2 separate regions of the Mus musculus genome follow, and region 1 is linked to region 2. Evidence: chromatin contacts called from public Hi-C data. All regions are on one chromosome and are shown on one strand. Each heading gives the region's core, a stretch centred on a gene start, on an enhancer-like site or on the middle of the called end of the contact. The rest is flanking DNA. Distances are from core to core; before and after follow the strand shown.

The links. A called contact is a pair of places that touch in the nucleus more often than the background predicts.
Region 1: a Hi-C map of cerebral cortex shows a contact between it and region 2, with 4 times the contacts expected there. The contact joins the enhancer-like site here to the promoter of Mtarc2 in region 2. A contact is called at or near these places in 2 of 484 Hi-C or Micro-C datasets (cerebral cortex and nephron progenitors), 2 of 115 datasets of contacts at active chromatin or transcription factors (both in embryonic stem cells) and 2 of 9 other capture datasets (adipose tissue and pancreatic islet).

The regions. Positions count from the first base shown.
Region 1 is chr1:184,962,511-184,967,407 of GRCm38.p6, forward strand. All of the region lies in intron 1 of Mark1 (MAP/microtubule affinity regulating kinase 1), which reads right to left. Among named protein-coding and RNA genes, the nearest start is that of Mark1, 35 kb to the right of the region's middle. Within about 2 kb of position 3,316, at least 32 of the 459 cell types and tissues checked have an H3K27ac peak or open chromatin away from gene starts, as enhancers often do. A contact at or near this core is called in cerebral cortex and pancreatic islet, where this site is marked.
Region 2 is chr1:184,843,549-184,847,983 of GRCm38.p6, forward strand. It overlaps Mtarc2 (mitochondrial amidoxime reducing component 2), which reads right to left and starts at 2,360. Exons shown (of 8, transcript NM_133684.4): 1 at 1,998-2,360. The coding sequence starts at 2,269. It overlaps Gm34451 (a long non-coding RNA gene), which reads left to right and starts at 2,299. Exons shown (of 2, transcript XR_865818.3): 1 at 2,299-2,689.

The sequences.
Region 1 (4,897 bases), core at 2,066-4,565, 120 kb after region 2:
TAAGAGATTTTAAAACTATATTTTGAATTTATATCCTTATTGGAATACATTTTTAGCCAAAAAAAGCCCTAAGCCCTCAGTAAGCCTAGTGAAGGCCATTATCTTGATCAAAATATATTGTATGAAATTCTCAAAGGAAAAACATATTTTAAACCTTTTTCTCTTGAGAAGATGAAATTTGTATCATTCCCACAAAATATCAAACTATAGCTAACAAAAAACTATTAAGCAAGTTTTAAAAGTTAATGTATTTTTTAAAATAATGTTATTTCCTGACTCATCCATGAAAAAAATGTCTAGAAACACACATGACCAAACAACAGTGGTACTTTCTCTAGAGAAATGTTCCCATCCAAGACTGAGGGATGGGTGCCCAGCTCTATGAGATCAACCTGCAGAATTTCAGAAGATGCAAGCATGAGAGCCAAACTGAAGGGATTCCCAGGTCAGGAACTCCTGCTGACAATCACTACACTGGACAGCACCTCAAAAGGAAGGAGCTGACATGTAGAAGCAGACATGTCTTCTTGGCTTGCAAGTAGCTCTCAGCAGCTGCTCACCCTCCTCCTGATAATCTTGCCGTCCTAGATCTCCCTGTTCATGTCCCTTCTCTCCCAGCTTTCTGATTCTGCAGTAAACCAGGAATTCCAACCTTAGTGTCTTGTTTTCTCTGTCCCATTACATCAACTGCTGGGATGATTCTGCTTGGTTTCAGAGCCTGAAGCAGCATGTATGCAGACAAGTTCTGTCTCCAGGTATCTCTCTTGAATTTCAGACGTATGTGCTGTCACCTTGACACGTCCACTTGGATGCTTGCCAACAACTGAACCTCGACACACCCCAACCTCACAATTCCTAACGTGATCTCCGTTCCCAGCCCTCCCACTCCGTCACCTCACATCCAGTCTGTCAGGAACTGTAGTTTTACCTTGTAGACACCTCTAACAGCTCTAGCCTGTGCTGTCTCCACACCGCCCTCCCAGCATACTGATAAGCCTCCAACCCTGCCTCACCACTTCCCTCTCTGGTTACTCTTAACCACCGCAGATAGAGTATTTCTCTTTAAAACACACCCTTAGTATCCAACTGCACTCTGGCTTCAGATCCTCACGCACACAGGCTAGCGCAGTCCCCACACCTCAGTACAGACGCTCGCTGTGCAGTGGGCTGCAGTTAGTGCTGAAACTGACAACTGCTCCAGTGCAGTGTCTGTGGAGAGCTCAGCCCCCACGGGAAGACGTGTCTTCTGGGTGGGACAGGACCCTTGAACTCATGAAATCACAGCTCTGGTTGCCTGGACAAGAGCAAGCTAGTCACTATTCCACATGAGGTGGGGAAGGGGCTCCAGAATCTATTGACATTGAGGGCCGCTGGGGGAGGAGCAGTCACTTTTCTGTAAGGGTGTGGCCTCAGGCAGGTCAACCTACTGCAGTGGAACCCATACTCATAAGCACGTGGTCGGCACAAATGAGACTTTGTGGGTTTAAAAATAAATAAATGTAAACAGCTCTATGAGCTTCATTTAAGAATTTTATGTATAATAAAACTCCCACATGTAGAAATGTGAAGTGACTTATATGTAAGTCAAACTTGTTCGCTTTAACACAATATTTAAAATTACAGACAATGGGGCTGAGGAGATGGCTCAGTGGTTAGAGCCCTGGCTGTTCTTGCAGAGGACCTGAGTTCAATTCCAGCACCCACATGGTGGCTCACAGCCATCTGTAACTACAGTTCTTCTGCTTTCCATGGTCATGTGGCACGCATACATACACACAAGTAAAGCATTTATTTACACACATAAAATAAAATAAATCTTTCTGGGTGGTAGGTTCAAGGCCAGCCTGGTTTACAGAGCATGTCCCAAGACAGCCAGGGCTATACAGGGAAACCCTATTGTAAAACAAACAAACAAACAAACAAACAAAAACACAAAATAAATAAATAAATAAATAACAAATCTTTAAAATAAATAAAATTACTGAAGGTGAGACACAACCTAGAGACCCATCGGGGGAATGTGGTTAAATATCCCCATGAAGTAGAGTGCTAAGGAATTAAAGAATAAGATATTCACATGTGCAGTGATATGGCATAATCCCTCACATATACTCAGAAAAGAAAAATCACACGAAGAATCAAATGCTGCCCTGTGTCTCAGGAAGCTTTACATCTGTTCATACCACCACACTTTGGCTTCTGTGGAGAAAGGGTCCAGGACCACCCCACCCATCATCAAAGGCACAAAAGCCCCAGATTCCCAAGTTCCTTCTAGGTAGAATGGTGTCACGTTTGCACACGACTTACCCCATTCTCTTACATCCCTCAATCACCTGTAGGCAGCTTCCAGTACCTGACAATGTAGATGCTGTGCAAACAGTTCCTACATTACACTGCTTAGGGAACAGTAAGAAGGGAAAGTCTACAGACTCCCAGTACAGATGCCATTACTGCTTTTAAAGATTACTTATTTAGAACATTCTTGGTTTAATCCAAGAATACAGGCCACAGATACAAACGGCCAAGTGTATGTGCACAGAATCCCTCTACTTGGTAACTCTAGGTTGGAAAGAAGAGTTTATTGGGAACCCTTTGGACATTAAAACTTCTCATCTGTTTGAATCTATCACCTGTCATCAAAAATACTTAAACTGTTACAAGTAGTTGGTTCCTATCTCCTAAGCACTGATTTCTTGGTAAATTACCAGATCATGCCTGAACTTCCTCACCAAATGCTTACAGACACTTCGTGTGCTGCCATCTGCCATCTTCAGTTTGTAGCAAACTACAAACCATTCAAATCACACTTATGGGACCTGGCACCTAGCACATCACTTCAAAAAAAAAAAAAAGCCTCTCCAGGCAACGGTTTCTTCACCTGCGTGACCAACAACAGTGGCTTTGAGCACAACTGTCTTCCAGTCTGTAGATGGAGACAATCTGTGGTTGGAGGTACAGTGAAGCAGTATGACTTGGTACCAGCCATTGCTGGACCACGGTGGTTACTTCATCTGGCTGCTTCTCCCCCATGCTGTCTGAACTCCCACAGTGAACACAGTATTCTCACAGCTAGGCATAATCCCTCAGACTAGGAAAGCTGCTGCTAGTCCAAGAGCAATAGCAAGAACAGTCACTTAGGGAAACTGACAGTGTCTGTCTTCTGCGCCAGTGCCTGTGTAAACATAACTTTACTTAAGCCTTGTAAGTCTGAGAGGCCGATAGCGTTACCCATTTCAAATGGAAGACAGCAAAAGCTGAGCAAGGAAAACAGATCACCACTGGCCTTGCAGCCAGCAGGTGGCAGTTTCAGCAGCCAGATTCCCATGAGTCTTCCTTACCACAAAGACCTTCACTAAGCCTGCGCTGCTCCTCGAATCTTGCTCCTGCCTTAACGTTAGCAGGCTCTGCGTACTCAAACTCTGTCTTAGGACTCCTTCAGAGCTGAGCATTTACAGAGCGCCCACCTTATCAGCCCTCACCCATGTGGTAAGCCTCACGGGGCTGGACAGAGGCTTTGCCAATAACCAGAAACAACCCGGTCAGAGGAAGAGACCAAAGACCTGACCAGAGTTCGTGAGGATGTGATAGTCTGGTCTGGCATGTCCTCTAAAGGCAGGGATGCTGAGGAGTCTGTCCCCAGCAGATGGCACCACTGGGAGGAGAGAGGAACATGGAGGCAGAACCTGGCTGTAAGGGGAAGGCCCAGGGGCAAGCCCTTGAAAGAGATACTGAGGACGGGTCCTGCACTCGCCTTTAATCCCTGCACTCAGAAGGCAGAGGCAGGCAAAGCTCTGAGTTAAAGGCCAGAGTGGTCTACAGGGTGAGTTACAGGACAGCCAGGGCTACACAGAGAAACCTTGTCTTGAAAAAACAAAACAACAAAACCAACCTACCAAAACAACAACAACAAAAACCCCAACCCCCCAAAATAAAAAAAAAACCAAAGTGTACTGAGACCCTGGCACCTTCCATGTTCTTTCCTTCCCACCCCTTCTCTCTCCCTCCCTCCCTCCCTCCCTCCCTCCCTCTCCTCCCTCCCTCCCTCCCTCCTTCCCTCCCTCCTCACCCTCTCTGTCCTTCTCTCTCTTTAAATCATTTGTGATAGGTGAGAAACTGCTCCATTGTGTCCTCTCTACTGTGGTGTTCTGCCTCACCAAATGACTACAGAGACTGAAACTGAGCCCAAACCTAGCTTTCTCCTTTCAAGATGCCTTTCTGAGGTATTCTGAGGTATTCAGTTGGTTGTCACACCCAACTGAATGCATGGGACGTGCCATCTCACACTGCCCCAAGGACATGTGTAGTCTCTTCTGGCTGTTGCTACAGCGAGAACACTGGGCTGAGGAGTCCTGGGTCCTCTCTGTTCCGAGTTAACAGCAGTTGTCCTAAGTGTCCCCCTCTAGAATAGATCCAACATCAAAGATGTACCACACCTCAATAGACAGCACCCCAAAACTCAGTGTGACAGGGCCAGTGAGCTGGCTCAGTGGATAAAGGGGCTTACCACCAAGGCTGATGGCCTGAGTTGAAGTCCCAGGAACCACAAGGCAGAAGGAGAAAACTGACTCCTACATGTTGACCTCTGACTCCACACATGTGCACACACACTAAATGTAAGTTTAAATTTTAAGTCATTGGAGTCCGCACACAGCCACATGTAAGCATTTTGTCTGCTCCTTTTAACTTACGAACAAATGGAAGTTGTGAATTGTTCTGCCAAAGAGCTAAGAGAGTTCTGTGAAAATGACCTTAGGGACGTCATAGCCCTCAGGAGGACTTGGTACCACTGTTGTTCTAAAGCAGGGTGTGACTAACCAAGGACATCAATGGGCTCCAAGTGACAGAAGAGGCTGAGAAACCTGGATCCCACGTTACAGCTTGAATTTATGCTGTGAGA
Region 2 (4,435 bases), core at 1,110-3,609:
TTGCTAAACCCACAGGATGGGGACGGTCATAGCTAGCCCACAAAACCAACCGTAGGTGGGCAAACTTACAGGACAGGTTTTAGCCCAATGTCTAACACATAACCATTTCTCTGCCTTTCCCTCCACCTCAAACCACACCATCCAGAGAGGAAGCTGATCCTGCTGAGCACGGTGGGACAGGCCTATAACCCTAGCACTTGGGAAACAGAAGCAGACCGATCCCTACAAGTTCAAGGCCAACCTTATCTACACAGCAAGCCAGAGTTCAGGACAGTCAGAGCAATGTAGGGAGATCTTTTATTTAAAAAAAAAAAAAGGAAAAAATGAAAGAAAGAATGTATTGCTCAAAACGAGAGATGCAGTTCTATTTACTTCATTGAATCCCCAGGGAGCAGAAAAAAGCAGGGCAAAGGACACCTTTTCTCCCTACACCAGCAACATCACAGGCAAGCCATGATAATCTCAGTGAGGCACACGCCATGCTCTGATGATCTGAGGAAACAGGTCGGTCGGTACTGGTTGCCTGTGAGATACCCCAGGGTTCCTAGGTGAGAGGAAAGATGCTCACATCTGCCTTGCCACCTCTGGTTAACACGGTGGGCCTCAGAACCCCCTGGGTGTTGTACAGTATCCAGTACCAGGTACCCAAGGTCTTCCTGACCGCAGAGATCTTAACCTCCACACTTTAATAAACTCTAAACATCTTTCTCACAATGATCTCGCAGGAAACCATTTCATTATAGCAGAACAATCCCCTGGGGGGATTCTCCATTCTTGGTGATTTCAATTCATTTGGACAGGGATGGGACTCTCGAGGAATGGTAGTATTTTATTTCATTTTATTTCATTTCAGTATATACACAAGTTTTCATATAGCTCAGGCAGGCCTTGAACCCAAATCTACAGCTTCCCTGGAAGTGACCTTGAACTTCTGATCCTCCTGTGTGGAAATGACTGGCATGTGCCACCATGCCTCCCTTGGATGCTGGAGGATAAAATTCAGGGCTTCACGAACCCTTGGCAAACACTCTCTCCTACCAACGGAGCTATATCCCCAGGCCCTCAGTAAATGATAATTTAAACCCAAACCTCCCAGCATTGCAAACATAGGCCGCCAATGAGGAATGGAAAATCCATGAGCGGAATTCCTGATCTATAAATTTATTCTGTAGCAGAACTAAACTCTTTTTTTTTATTCTAACCTCCTTTATTATTATTTCATACCCGTTTGTGACTAGCTCTCTATCGCCATCTACCACAACCCCTCCCTCGCCCCACCCCCGGCAAACCGTGTAATTCTGCTCCTTACTCGTTCAAGTGGTCACCAGAACTAGAGGGAAGGCCCGATGTTCTTGAAAACGCTCAGCCAATGGCATTTTATATTTCTAGTGTCCTACAGTTAGGAGAGCTGTACGGACAGCTGACAGGGGAGTCTCCCCCCCCCCCCCCACCCCCCAGGGTTCCAGGAATGCTCCAACTCAGTTTTCCAAAACTACTTTAGCCAGAAGCACGGGCTTCGCAGCTAAAGGATCAAAGCTCGACAGCCCAGAGAATTCAGGCAACAAGCCTCAGTTCTGTGAAGCCGAAAGGGGTGGGGGCCGAAATCCAGGCGCTCTGTTTCGCTTTAGAGTAAATTTGCATGTGGTAAAACTAAAATTCTCCTCCCGGAAGGTCTCCCCACAGACATATTTGGGCTTGCAAACTTAGATTTCAACTTGAACACGCTCGTCAATGTGCACCGTGCTGTAACTGCTGTCATCTCTTTCCCATATGTGTGTTTCCCAGAAGCAACAAACCCTTACTTTCTAGGTTTGGGGAGAACACAGCTTGCAGTACGGAACTCCTCTCTCGACTTGCTCCAGGCTCAGGCTCACAAAGTTTGCACTCACCGAGGGGCGCCTGGTTCCAGGTCTCACACTTCCGAGCAAGGATAGGCAAGGCCCCACCTCCCTCGCCCCGGCCCATTCGCGCCCGGTGCAGTGCGGGGCTCGGCGTACCTGTCGCGCACTTTGCCACAGCGCAGCCCCATGTCCGTGCACTCGGTCTCACACACCGACACCCCCTTGCAGGACTTGATCGGGTAGATCCAAACCTTCGACACCGTGCCCACCTGCTGCAGCTGCCGGCGCCGCCGGGGACGCGTGCGACGCCAAGCTACGGTCCCCAGCGCCACCGCAGCCAGCCCCAGCGCGGCGACGCCGAGCCAGGTGGACCGCGGCTGCCCAGGGAGGCCGAGGCGAGCCAGAGCCGTAGAGCTGGAGGAACCCATGTTACACTATCCCGGGCAGGCCTGGGCTACTGGGCCGCGGTGTCGAGGCGGGGCTTAAGGCTCCGGGAGTGTGGGAGGAGCCAGGGTTGGCGCAGCCGCACTGCCTGTCAAACTTATGCTGCTCACGTCCAGATCAGTGTCGGCGGAGCCTGGCCCACGCCCATCGCGGGTGACAGCGTGGGGTGGTCACTTTCATTTTACTTTGTCTCTGTCCGCCTTTAAAGTGATCCCTCCCCCCATGACTCTTCAACCTGCTACACTCATTAACCCTTTTGCTTCTAAAAGGAGCACACTCAATTGTGCAAGAAGCTGCTGCACTGAAATGAAGCAGAATGGAGGAATGTTTCCTGGGGACAACTTTGGGATAGGTCTCCCGAAGATCGCGCAACTCTCTGGAACGCTCGGCTTCCATCTCTGCAGGTAGAGACAAAACTACTGGCGCGGCTTCTGGCAGCGTGACCTGAGGTTACAGGTACACCAGCCAATTAAGACAGCGCAAGGAAGGGAAAGGCTGCCAGAGCTTACCACTTGCTGAGGTCCGAATAGAGGACTCTGGTCGACTTTTCTCAGACAACGATCTAAACGGAATCCAAATGTCAGGCTTTGGCTAAGAGATAGCCCCAAGTTCAAGATCACGGTGGGCTATTGATGGCCAGGACCTGTCTCAGAAGCATCAATGATTAACTCATCAGTTGAAAGCCGCTCAACCCATAAAGGTCCTGGCTGCCAACACTGACATCTCGAATTCAGTCCCTGGGAGCCATGTGATAGAAGGGAGGGAACCATTTCTTGAACAAACAGAGAGAGTGGGAGGGAGAAGGAGAGGGGGACTGGGAAGGGGAGGGGAAGACTGAGACAAGAGACACGAGAGAGGAGAGGGTGGGAGGTGTACATGGAGAGACAGAAAGAGGAGACAGGGGGAGAATAAACGCTAAATAAATAAATGGCGAAATGACTCAGTGGTTAAGAGCACCCAGATGGACTCCCAGTACTTACATAGCAGATCGTATCTGTCTGCAATTCCAGTGCCAAGAGACCCCCACTCTCTCTGCCCCCTGCAGACCCCCACTCTCTCTGCCCCCTGCAGACCCCCACTCTCTCTGCCCCCCGCAGATAGCTGGAACACAGGTGGTACTCAGGCATACATGCGGGCAAAAACATCCACATACTTAAAATAAAAATAAAAATTTTAAAATAGCCAAGGGCTTAGAATGTTGAATTCTGCTGCGTGGACAGTCACCAGAGACGACAGACTTCTGCATGGGAGGAAAGACAGGACAGAGCCCCAACCTCTGTAACTGGCAGAGCAAGTGTGTTTGCTTCTGATAGGTGACACAGACTGAGAGAGCCTACCCATGTAGCACGTGTTCCCCCCCCCCTTCTCTGCCCCTTCACTTTCCCTCTGAAAAGCTCAATGCCTACTAGATCTGAGCTCATCCCCACTACAGACACACACTCTGTCAATAGTTACTTGATGGATAAAACCCAGGCTTCACAGTTTAACTGATGTCTGCCATTATTTTGTAAAAATTTCATTCAAGCAGACTACTGGGATAAGAACAGACTTTCTTACATAGGATGGGAGTTGGTTTATTTTTCAAAGGATGGTTCTTTGCATCAAGACATAATCTGTCCAAGGCCTCTTGAGGAGGCCAATCTGTTGTCCCCTCCAAAGTAGGACTAAGCCACCTGCTGGAGAAGAGGTTTTTTTTTTAAGAAAAACATTTGCTTAAACCAGTGTGTGTGCACATGTGTGTGTGCACATGTGTGTGTGTGTGTAGCCACATTTCCACTTACATCTTCATGCATTAGCATCTCATAAGCATCTTAAATCTCTTCCCAGGAGTATGTGTTATATAGTATTATAATGACCTATATATGGGTTACCTACAAATTCTAGAGCACTGGTTCTCAACCGTCCTAATGCTGAGACCCTTAAATGCAGTTCCTCGTGTTGTGGTGACCCCCAGCCATAAAATTATTTCATTGCTACTCATAACTATAATTTTGCTACTGTCAGGAACCACAATGTCAATATCTAATAAGCAGGTGTCTGAAGTGTGGCCCTAATGAAAGGGTCATTTGACTCACAGGTCGGGAACCACTTCTCTAGAGCATGACATTAGTGGGCATAGCGGAGTGGGGGTCGCTCCAGCTGCTCCCTGC